Regions from separate parts of the Zea mays genome. Here region 1 is linked to region 2. A link is a contact called in public Hi-C data. All regions are on one chromosome and are shown on one strand. The core of a region is the stretch at or near the end of the contact, and the rest is flanking DNA. Distances in the headings are between cores, read along the strand shown.

Evidence for each region. Hi-C and Micro-C count contacts between places; a contact is called where the count stands out from the background.
Region 1: a Hi-C map of tassel shows a contact between it and region 2, with 2.7 times the contacts expected there. The contact joins the promoter of LOC100283909 here to the promoter of LOC100502202 in region 2. A contact is called at or near these places in 2 of 25 Hi-C or Micro-C datasets (ear and tassel).

The regions. Positions count from the first base shown.
Region 1 is chr8:179,314,791-179,319,996 of Zm-B73-REFERENCE-NAM-5.0, reverse strand. LOC100283909 (lipoic acid synthetase) reads left to right here and starts at 2,908. Exons shown (of 7, transcript NM_001156807.2): 1 at 2,908-3,320; 2 at 3,444-3,625; 3 at 3,825-3,915; 4 at 4,018-4,175. The coding sequence starts at 3,030. TRNAD-GUC (transfer RNA aspartic acid (anticodon GUC)) reads left to right here and starts at 1,624; the gene lies at 1,624-1,695.
Region 2 is chr8:179,123,029-179,128,946 of Zm-B73-REFERENCE-NAM-5.0, reverse strand. LOC100502202 reads right to left here and starts at 3,246. Exons shown (of 17, transcript NM_001357699.1): 1 at 3,155-3,246; 2 at 2,077-2,495. The coding sequence starts at 2,460.

The DNA of each region.
Region 1 (5,206 bases), core at 1,659-4,158, 190 kb before region 2:
TCTATAGATGGACAGTTAGCACTAATAAGATGGACCGATCCAACCACAATATAACAAAGACAGTTAGCACTAATAAGCCCTTGTTCGGTTAGCTCTCAATCCATGTGGATTGAGTGGGATTGGATGGGTTTGAATCCCAAACAAGTCAAACTTCTTCTCAATTTTTTCCAATCCCATCCAATCCATGTGTATTGGGAATAACCGAACAAGCCCTAAGATGGACCGATCCCACCACAATATAACAAAGCACGACCCGTTCAACTAGCATAGTGTCAGTGCCTGACACATATGGGTTGCGCAAATATTTCGGTCCTAGGGTCGGCCTAGGTCCGACACGCTTAATTGGACCGACACTGTCCAGTGCGCCTAACCAAGTGCTCTGGGCCCCGCTGGCCAATGACCACGCCACGTCCGAACCCAACTCTAAATCATGTCTTCGCTCCAATCCAACCACTCACACTCTCTGCCTCCGCTCTGCTCTCTTCTTCTCCCACTCCGGTGGCAGACGCGGCCACAATACACTCTTCCATCGTTGGTGCGCCCCCCCCCCCCCCCCCGCTCCATCTGACCCTTGGATTTGCGTGTGCGGGGCATTGTCGGGATTCGCCGAACAGTAACCCTAACTCCTCTCTTCTCCCTCTCTGGTGTGATCTTGAGCACCGGTGTCAAGCACTGGCACACGACACGAGATCATCCTCGTCTTGTCGTCTTCGTCGAGGTCACATGTTGTCGGCTACTCTGGTGCTCTAGATTCAAATTCGTTGAGGAACAGGGTGGACGGATCTGTTGTTCGTCGATCAGTCGACATGGGCGACGGAGATTCTAGTGCTCCGGTTGTTTAGGTAACCCTAATCCTAACCCAAATTTAACCATGACCCTTCATCTGTAGTTTGTACTAATGCAACTTTGGTGTAGCCATTGAGGAATCAGGTCTCCATTGATTGACGATGGTCGGCTCGGACGAGATACAGTTGAGATCGATGGCAACAAGGAAAGGCGTTTTGTGCGGGTTGGCCGGAGATGACGATGAGGATGACCTGTGTGAGGATGTTGTGGAGATCTTCAGCCATAGCAGCGATGCTACCGTCCTTATCGGCGATGGTCAAAAAGGCGGTGTAGAGGAAGGTGCAGAGGATGAGCAAAGCGCTCTCGTCCTTCTACCTCGGTTGTGTGATTATATTTCCAGAAACTCTTAATAGAATTGTCTTCTTAGAAGTTTGAACTGGTCTTCTTATCTGTAGATGTTTAAATCTTGAATAAATATGTCGATCTTATTTTTGCACGGATTTTATTTGTGTGAGACATTATAGTGACCGTGCTGATACTGGCACTACTGTTCACCGATTTACCGTGCCTGGTGGCACGACACGCCCAGTCAGGGCTTGTTCGGTTAGCTCTCAATCCATGTGGATTGAGTGGGATTGGATGAGTTTAAATCCCAAACAAGTCAAACATTTTCTCATTTTTTTCCAATCTCATCCAATTCATGTGTTTTAGGAATAACCGAACAAGCACTATCAAACATGAGACAGATCACATGTCGTGTCCAAAAATATCATGGGCTGCACTTGCCAGTGATACTTTATAATTACTAAACCCGTGCTCTAGTAGTATTTCAATTCGGTCGTTGTAGTATAGTGGTGAGTATTCCCGCCTGTCACGCGGGTGACCCGGGTTCGATCCCCGGCAACGGCGTTCTTTTTTGTTTCATTTTCCTTTCTCTATGGGCCTTGTGGCGTACACGCATCAGATTCGGGCCTGGCTGTTGCGGGCTTAAGTTGGCCCACTCACCCGCGTCCAGAACCAAGCCTTTTTTTTTTTTTTGCGTTTTTTTCCCTTTCTTCTGGGGTTTGGCCATCTGGTTCCGCAGCTGTGGAAGAAGTACCAGAAATCGGAGACGAGACATCTCTAGCGGAGTTTGGACATTTGACGACGCATCAGCTCCTGCAGCAGGATTGTCCTGAACTGAAGCTCCCAATAAGGCAATAACCCTTCCTTCACACACATGATACATCGGAGACGAGACATCTGTAGCGGAGTTTGGCCAAACTGCTGTCACCTAGAAACTTGGTTCGGTCATTTGATTTCCAAGCAGTTCACCCACACTGCCTGCCACACTCGAAACCGAACGCCCAACTCAGCGCAAGTCATGTCGTCTAGTCGGCGAACAAACTCCGCCGCGGAAAATGACACGCCCCGAGCCATAACTGACAAAAATAGACGGGAGCGGGGCCAGGCGGTGCGACGCGAACGGCTTGTCCAGAACGAGGCGCGCGTTCCGTTTGGTGGCCTCGTCGATCTAGACTAGACGGGACGGGGAATGGAAAGGGTGGTGGTGTGGCCATCAGCAAATATTATTGTCCGACCTATTTGTATCATCATCTTTCCGTCAGGTTTTAAAGTATCCTGGCCCTGAGCCATGGGTTTATTTTATACCAACAGGTTTTAAAACGACTTGCCATCGGAATATTCAGCTGCACGAGTCTTATTTTACAGGAGACGAGATGCAGAAAATTGCATGCCGATTGCCGAAGACCTAGTCTAATCTCCGTACCTATAGACCAGCAGATATACGCAGCAGACATACTGTTATTGAGCTACTCTTGAGTCTTGGGCTCTTGGCCGCTAGTCTTGGTGGAAATGTTTGAGTTGTTCCTTGTTGATCATGTTCTGCCGGTCTTCCTTTCATCAGATTCCCCAACATTCCTTGCGGAATGTGGAGCTGTTTGCCTTAGGCAACTGTGCGATTTCCAGCTTAGATCACTTATCAAAGAAATGTTAGTTCGTGAGCTACGAGCACCCGCACCCGCTGACCCACGTCGATTTTGACCCAATTCATCGCAACGACTTCGGTAGGCAGAGGTAGGCGAGGCGAAGAAAGACCAACCTTGGTATCATCGCCGGCCTAATATCGACCCCCTGTTCTACTACACAAGGGGTGAAACGGGAACGCTTACCCGTCCTCCCCGCCTGGAACCCATCGCCTCCACTGTGCCCGACGCCGCGCCCGATTCCACCGGCCGACAACGATGCAGAGCTCCCTCGCGCGGCCGCTGCGGCCTCCGGTACTGGCCGGACGCGGCGGTAGACGGGGCCTGGTAGCCGTGGCACGGTGCCACGCTGAGGCGGCGCCACCGGTGGGGACGGCGTCTAGGGCGCCCGCGGGGCCGTACACCGGGAGGGATCCGGAGGTGAAGAAGCCCGCTTGGCTGCGGCAGCGCGCTGCGCAGGGCGAGAAGTACGCTCGCCTGCGGGAGTCCATCGGCGAGCTCAAGCTCAACACCGTCTGCGTCGAGGCACAGTGCCCCAACATCGGCGAGGTACGCACACGGATGACGCCTCCCTCCGCGTGACGCCGTCGCGTCAGTACCTACCCGCGAGAACAGCGCTTTGGTCTCAGTGTTGGGTTCTGACGGAACCGCTTGTTTTTTGGGGGCGCACAGTGTTGGAACGGAGGTGGAGGGGCCGGCGGCGAAGGGGACGGCATCGCCACGGCCACCATCATGGTGCTTGGTGACACCTGCACGCGCGGGTGTCGATTCTGCGCTGTGAAGACCAGCAACAAGCCACCGCCGCCGGATCCCCTGGAGCCTCTAAACACGGCTTTGGCTGTTGCAAGCTGGGGGTATGATCTTCCTGCCTGGTTGATCATCTGCAGATTAGAAACTGTTAGGTTCTCATCATTCTGAGTGACTGATCGATGAAATTGTAATTGGTATATCAAAGCAGACACATTTTTACTATAAGCTGTATGTTAACCACTGTTCATTTTCTGTTTATGTGGTTGATTACATGGCTGATTTAAGGAATGCTGTTCTTTCCAGAGTAGATTATGTCGTGCTAACCAGTGTCGATAGAGATGACTTACCTGATGGTGGAAGTAGCCATTTTGCTCAAACAGTGAAAGCTTTAAAGGTCAGCCTTATCCATGCTTTTTGCTCTGTGTTGTGTCTTACTTTGTTAGAATTTGAACTTGGGTACAAGTACTGGCTGATGTTTTCTGAATTTTCGCTTCAGGAGCTCAAACCTGGAATACTGGTGGAGTGCTTAACCTCAGATTTTCGAGGTGACCTGGAGGCCATCTCATCTTTGGCTAACTCTGGCCTAGATGTTTATGCGCACAACATTGAAACTGTGAGGAGTCTGCAGAGGATTGTGAGGGATCCCCGGGCAGGGTAATGTGGTTCAGTTATTTTCAGTGGCACAGTATTGTGTTTCTTTAAGAATTTGTGAAATATAAACTCTGAAGTACAGTTAACTTGATTTCCGCATGTAACTCTTTTTGGCAGTACATTCCCACATGTTATTCACCCCTAGGTATTACTATCCGCTGAAAGTTCTGAAAGATTTAATTTTAAACAGTCAAGTTCCAGACTTTTGGCCATTTAACATTGTTGTATTCTCATTTGCAATATGTTTATTCCACTTGTACATGTGGGTGCATGTACTATTACCATCATCAAATATTCCCTGAGTGACGCAGCCTTTTGGAATTGAAATGAGCATCTCATCTTAGGTTCGTGGTAATGTGCTTGTGTGAATCTTGAGGGTCTCTGGATGCCTAAGATAGTTGATGTACCTACATATATAACTAGAGCTCTTTTGTTGAAACTAGTTCCATTTGTTTCTACTTCATTCATGGAATAGCATAGTTTAAAATAAGACTCAACCAGGGGGAGAGATGCCCCTTCTCGCATGCTTTTTTCCCTTAAGAAGTTTGTGCCAGCCATCGAACCTGGACTGGTCGCACAGGTTTCATTGAGACCTGGACTTAAATGTTCTAACCAGTGTAACTCTCGGGAGAAGTTGGCATGGAGTAGCATGGTTATGTTTACATCCCTTATTCCATGAGAATAATCTACCATGTCCTGGATGAAACTGGCCTAGCAAAGAAAAACAAAGTGTTGTACCTTTTCGTTGCTGGATCTTGGCTTTCAGCAATTCCCAACATAATTGTGCATTTGAGTATGATCAACTCAGGCCACTTATGCGTTTTTGTTTGTGGAATCAGTCTTAATAGTTAAATCCATTTTCCTGGCAACCATGAATCTAAACTTGATCCAGTTCCAACGACATTTATCAATTCAAGAACTATATTTTTAGGTAGCAAGCTGCTGGCGAAGCAATAACACAACATGCATGAACATGTTGTATTACACAACATGTGAAAAGAAACAGAGATGTGTTATACACATTACAAGTTTAA
Region 2 (5,918 bases), core at 1,997-4,496:
CCCACTCGTGTAGGAGACGCCAGCACTGGGCCTGTCCTTATGTAGTAAACTAGCCAGTAGCCGTGCTTTCCTACGATTGTTATATACTCAAATATAACTATTGTTTATTTCTAAACACTAAGATACGTGTGGTCTGGTGGTTAACCCCAAATTTCTGAAGCAAGGAGCATGGGTTCGAGTGCTCGCTCTGCACTATATTTTGCGCAGTGTGGTGGGTGGGCCATGGTATCACCAGGTGCCCACATTAGGTTCTTAATAGATTAAGTATAGAAGTATAGATTTATCTCTGACAACTACATGTAGTCCTGTACTATCCAGTTTTAGAGTGCTCAAGAGTTGATGACAGATGTGAGCTCTCTATAGCTTTTATAGCAAGTACTTGCTATATCTTGTAATAAAAGATTCAATACTTTGAACGTAAAATACTGTAGCCTGGCCTATTTACAGATGCATCCAAACAGTATTTTATCATGTTCATTTCTGATAAGGCCCACTTCTCATATACATACAACTCTGACTCACCTAGTCAACAACAACAACAACAAAATCTGGACTTAACACTTTGATCTAAAATAAGGGCACGCCTGATTTCTTTGCCCACCCTACGGCCCTGCCTGGCCTTACCTAGTAAGGGGACAAGAAGGTACTGATAGTTCCCTTGCTTGGTTTGAATTTGAGCAAGCTGTGCAAGGATTCCGTAGCTTTTGATGAGACATGAGAGACAAAAAATGTCTCTCGTCCAGTAGCGAGGTTTGCCTTGACCAACCTTGCAAGCCAAGGCCAGTGGGCAAGGTTGGGCAATAAAACCAGACATGACACTTTCAGTTGATTAAATCAAGTCTCAAGGTAGACACAAGTGATGTAATAATTTATACATCTGAAATTGTGCAAGATATGATGCTAAGTTCAGAGGAACAAAGCAACTGCATCTACAGACACTCGCCTATAACATTGGAAGTGGACTGACACAAACGAAACATAATCCGGAATGGTGCACCTACCCTAACACAGGAGACTAACACTCTGACAGTATGTAGTTACACTAAGCAACACGTTAACTGGTCTAATGTTAAAGGAATAGAACTGTTTTCCTCAGGAAAATGGTAGCAAGCCATATTGTATCCACAACTTTCTGTTTTCTTACCAACTCCAAACTCCTTTAGGTCACTACATATCTGATCCACAGGCTATCCCATAATAAATTATGAAATCACTACACCTACAGCTAAAGAATTGTGCATATTAATGAACATTTCATTCATTCAGTCTCATTAGGAATCAATAAGATATTTATTGCAGATATATAACCATTAAAACAATGATAGAGTAAGGAAGAAGGCACTGAATTGTTTGTCACTTGATTCTTGATGGTGTAAGATAGTTAATACATGTGAAGTTCCAAAGATACATAATGAGTAGCTGCATGTAAAATGGGCACATATATGAACTACGCTTATTAAAAAAATGAATGATACCATATTCCATGTGGTGTGTGGCAACAGGTTTGAAACCCGCGGGTATAGGATTTACAAACCCGTACCCGCGAGGTTAATATTAAACCCGCACTCGCACCCATTACCCGCAACGAGTACAACATGCTACCCATACCCTCTACCCATGGGTGCCACAAACCCGCGGGCACATAATTACACATATTCCATCTATATATATGCATGTATTTATATACACATATAAATGTACATATATATGCACGCATATAGATATATATCCAGTGTGGGTACGCAGGTTCGCGGGCACGGGTACAACTTTTTGAAACCTGCAAGAAAAAACCCGTCGGTTGAGAATTAAACCCGCACTCATGCCCACACGTGCAAACTCACACCTGAACCCGCATCCCATAGGGTTTTGCCCGCGGGCATGCAGGTAAATGTGCCTGTTGCCATCCCACAATGACACCTTGCCACAATCTATATTTTCTCATTATTATCCCATTTTCTCAGATAGCTTCACTGACAAAACTAGCCTCAATGGCAACAAATGACACTGCTATGAAAATCATGCAAGTGAAGATACAGAACCAAATAGGGCAAGCAAAAGTGCATAAGAAGAGCATACCTTCTCTGGGACTGGAGATGTAGTCCCTTCATCTTCACCTCCAGCAATCTTCTCAGCACTCCCACCATCCATCTTCAATACCTTATTAGCAATGTCTTCAATGGGCTGCGCCCCACCTGCAGCGCGGGCACCAACACCAGCTCCTGGAAGAACCTCAAGAGGCTGGTCAGGATCCAAGTTAATCACTGGAACACCTCTTCCTCTTCCTCCCCTTCCCCGTCCTGCTCCTCTCCCTCCACCCCTCCCACCCCTTCCTCTACCACGTCTTCCTGCCACCGTAGGTGCCGCCACAACCAAGTTGTCAGTAGGGTCTTGAACCACAAGATCCTCAACCTTCTTTGCCCTCAACCGAGACTGCCGGACTCCACTACGCAACTCTGGCATCCTTTCTCCCCATGCACTTCCTAACGCATTCAAATCTGTCAATCGAAAACCACGACAGCATCGTTAAGTAGTCAATACACCGGTACTGCATTCTACTAACAGCTCAACAAACATAAAATATCACTGGAAACATGAGAGAACACATCTGGATAAATAAGTACTGATCGAGCAAGCACAAACAAGCCTTCATTTATTTACGATCGACATCTAGGACTAATGCAAAACTACTGAGCCTTGTCCCATTTGCGGTAAAAAATCTACGCAAGCCATGACATGAGATTTCCCAACAGTCAGCTCCCCACAATCCCTCTCCTCCACAAATCCTATCCCGATCTCATCCGCACGTATTCCTCTGTCAAAAGACCGATCAAAACACGCGAGATTAAAGCACGCCAATACCTCACCCACCTCATCACCCCCCCCCCCCCCCCCCTCCCAGAAAATCTCTACGGGTAAAGAAACCAAGGGGACAGAGGCCGCCCCCCAAATTTCCGCCACGACACGGGGAGATCGGCGGGCGCCGGAGCGATCCCCGCGCGATCAGAGACCACGGCCGCTAAGATCGGTCCGCACCGCGCCGATCGTCCGCGCCCGCCTCGGCCTCGTCCGCCGCCGACACGCTAACCAATTGACGCGGTGCCCGGCGATCGATCCGGGAGGAGGGACGGACGTAGGGGTAAGGTCCGGCGCTTACCTCGGGGAAGGAGACCGTGCGGCGGCGGCGGCGGCGGCGAGGTGGGGATGGGTCGAGGGTGGGGGGAGGTTGGTGTTTGGTCTCTGGCGCAGACACACACCCACACACACCGCTGCGCTGTGGCCTGTGGTTGGGTTGCCTGGAAGGGAGAGGAGGGGGCTGGCTTTTTGAAGGCTTCGCGTAATCGCGTTGTTAATTTCCCCTTCCTCCGTTTGGAAGGCAGCGAATGCGCATGCATGCTAGCTCGGTTGGATCCAAGGGCCAGCATTCGCCGGGGTCTCCTCGAGGCGCCATGGATAACGTGCATCGCTCGGTGGGGCCTGCCGCTCAGGCCTGTCAGCAGTACCAGTAGTAGATTTTTTTTAGCTCCAAGGGTCGTGCTATCACCGGTCGCCGTGGCCAGTGAAGTGCGTGCGTTTTGCAACTTCTGCCCATATTTTCTTTATTTATTTACTAGCAAAAGTGCGATGATATGCATACGGTTTATTTATGTTTAAGTATAGAGTATGAAACATTAAAATATAAAAAGATATGTGTTCTGTTGATTAAGTGTATATAAATGTGGATTTAAAGTCAATAATTATACTTTGAATCATCATTTATATATAATTTTAGTTTTTTACTGTTTAAATAAGAGGGGCGCGACGATATTGAAAACTATAAAATCTAAAATCCTAGAAACTGATGTTTTATATGGTACAAATATATAATAGGATTTTGCGTTGCGCTCAAATGCGTGTTGGGGCGAAGCATGCTCTAATTTTTAGCTAGGATTGCTTGCATATTTTAGAGTGTACAATCTTAATCGATATACTACTTTTGTTCTTAATACTGCACTTTTGAAGAGCAAGTTTGACACTCTGACTTGTGTTAGTCAAGGTAGTTAGTCTCTTGTAGGGATAAAATGGTCAATCGGAGTATGAGATACCTATCGCGAGCTTGTCTTGTTTTGTTTTCTAGGCACATCACATATGCTGATCGTTTTCAGACTGAACCCTTCCATCATGCATGCATGTGGAATTTCTGTGCAGCACAGCAGTCGTGGGGTGATTTGTCCAAGGACGCGTAACTAAGCGCACGATCGCATTTGTTTGACTACGTCTATTTAGCCTGTTGAGGAAATATAATAACTTTTCTCTCGAATATTTATCATTCGCTAGTTTATTTTTTACTAAAATACAATAAATAAATAAATAAATAACGAAGAGTGCATATTATATGAGATACAAATAGCACAACACTATGATCATGATTTTTATTTTGTGTAAATATGTCTTTAATTTATTATATTATATTATAAACGTTTAAAATATATTAATATTTTATGGCATTTATTTAGGACCATGTACAAGGGAGTGCAACTGGTTCGGCTGAAGGGGGGGGGCATTTTTTAGGCCTCCAAACTTCCATGCAAGAAGGTCAATTAGTGATTACCGATTAGATCTTTAGGATACAGCTGGAACCTAAAATACTTGATGCATCATCTTCGTTCGCCCTCGCTTGCTGGCAACACGCTCTTGCCATCGTGTGTCGATCTCGCTCACTCTGTCATAGTCATTGCACACATGTGGAAAGGTATGTTCACAAAAAAAAATATCAAAGATATGTCTTGTTGGGGCCTTCGGCTTCCGAAGGTCCTCAAAAATATGATTTAAACAATGTTTCTGGAGTATAATGTGTGAACAGGTATCTTCGGACTCGAATCGGTACCACAGTGGGAGAAGCCCAAAGAATACGAAGGTTGATACAGCGCCGAAGCTGTGAGCAGGAAAGCTTCGGCGTGATAACAGAAAAGGAAACCGACTTAAAGATAAAAAGACCATTTAGACCTCGGTGGATTACTATAAAATTACTACCAAATGTAAAGGGCATGGATGTAATTTTACATGGGCTGTGTCCCGTGCCTATAAATAGGTGAACAGTGCTCCCGTACTGTTCACGCTGACTTGACATTTTGCTTTTGCGTCACGCTTGTACTTTTACCTTCTTTCAAGCCGAAGGTACATTTGTAATTTGATATCATTTCTATTTTTCCATAATAATAATATAGAAATGAGTTGATGATTGTACACAATTGCTTACGTTAACCTTTATATTTCATATGATTCCTACTTCATTATTATATGTTGTGTTGATGAAGGTATGTCCTTCACAACCTTCGTCCGAAAGTCATTATATCCCAAGGGAAATAATGCTTTGAAGGACGAAGGACTTTAACGTTTAACATTTTTTGTGTTGCCTTGTTCTTAACTCATAGCATTTGAGAACAAGTACCCAACATTGGCGCCCACCTCCGGTGAACTCACTTCCACTCTTTGAGTTTTGAACACCTTCGGCAACCATAAACCTTCGCTATGGCGCCGAAGAAAGCTTCAGCAACTGGGACTGCAGTTCTGCAACCGCTGGACCCCAACCAGGAGACTCTCTCTCTTCGGGAGGCCCGAAGCCAGAAGAGGAAGGCTGTCAGCCCGACACCGCAAGAGGATGAGCTAGACCAAGAAATCAGAGACATGGAGATGCTTCATCAACAGGTGCAGAGGAAGAAGGAAAAGATGGCCAGGCTAGCAGAACTGCAAAGGCAGATAGACGAAGCCTCTGAAGAAGTTCGTCATCTTACTCAGGATGAGCAGAACCGAAGGCCTCAGCACAAAGACCTTCATCAGGAGGGTTTCTTCAACGAAGATGACTGGTATGAGAATTTCCACCATGGAAATTTTGCTTTTGATGATGCTTCTCCTCTGTCCGCTGAGCTGCAAGCTACACC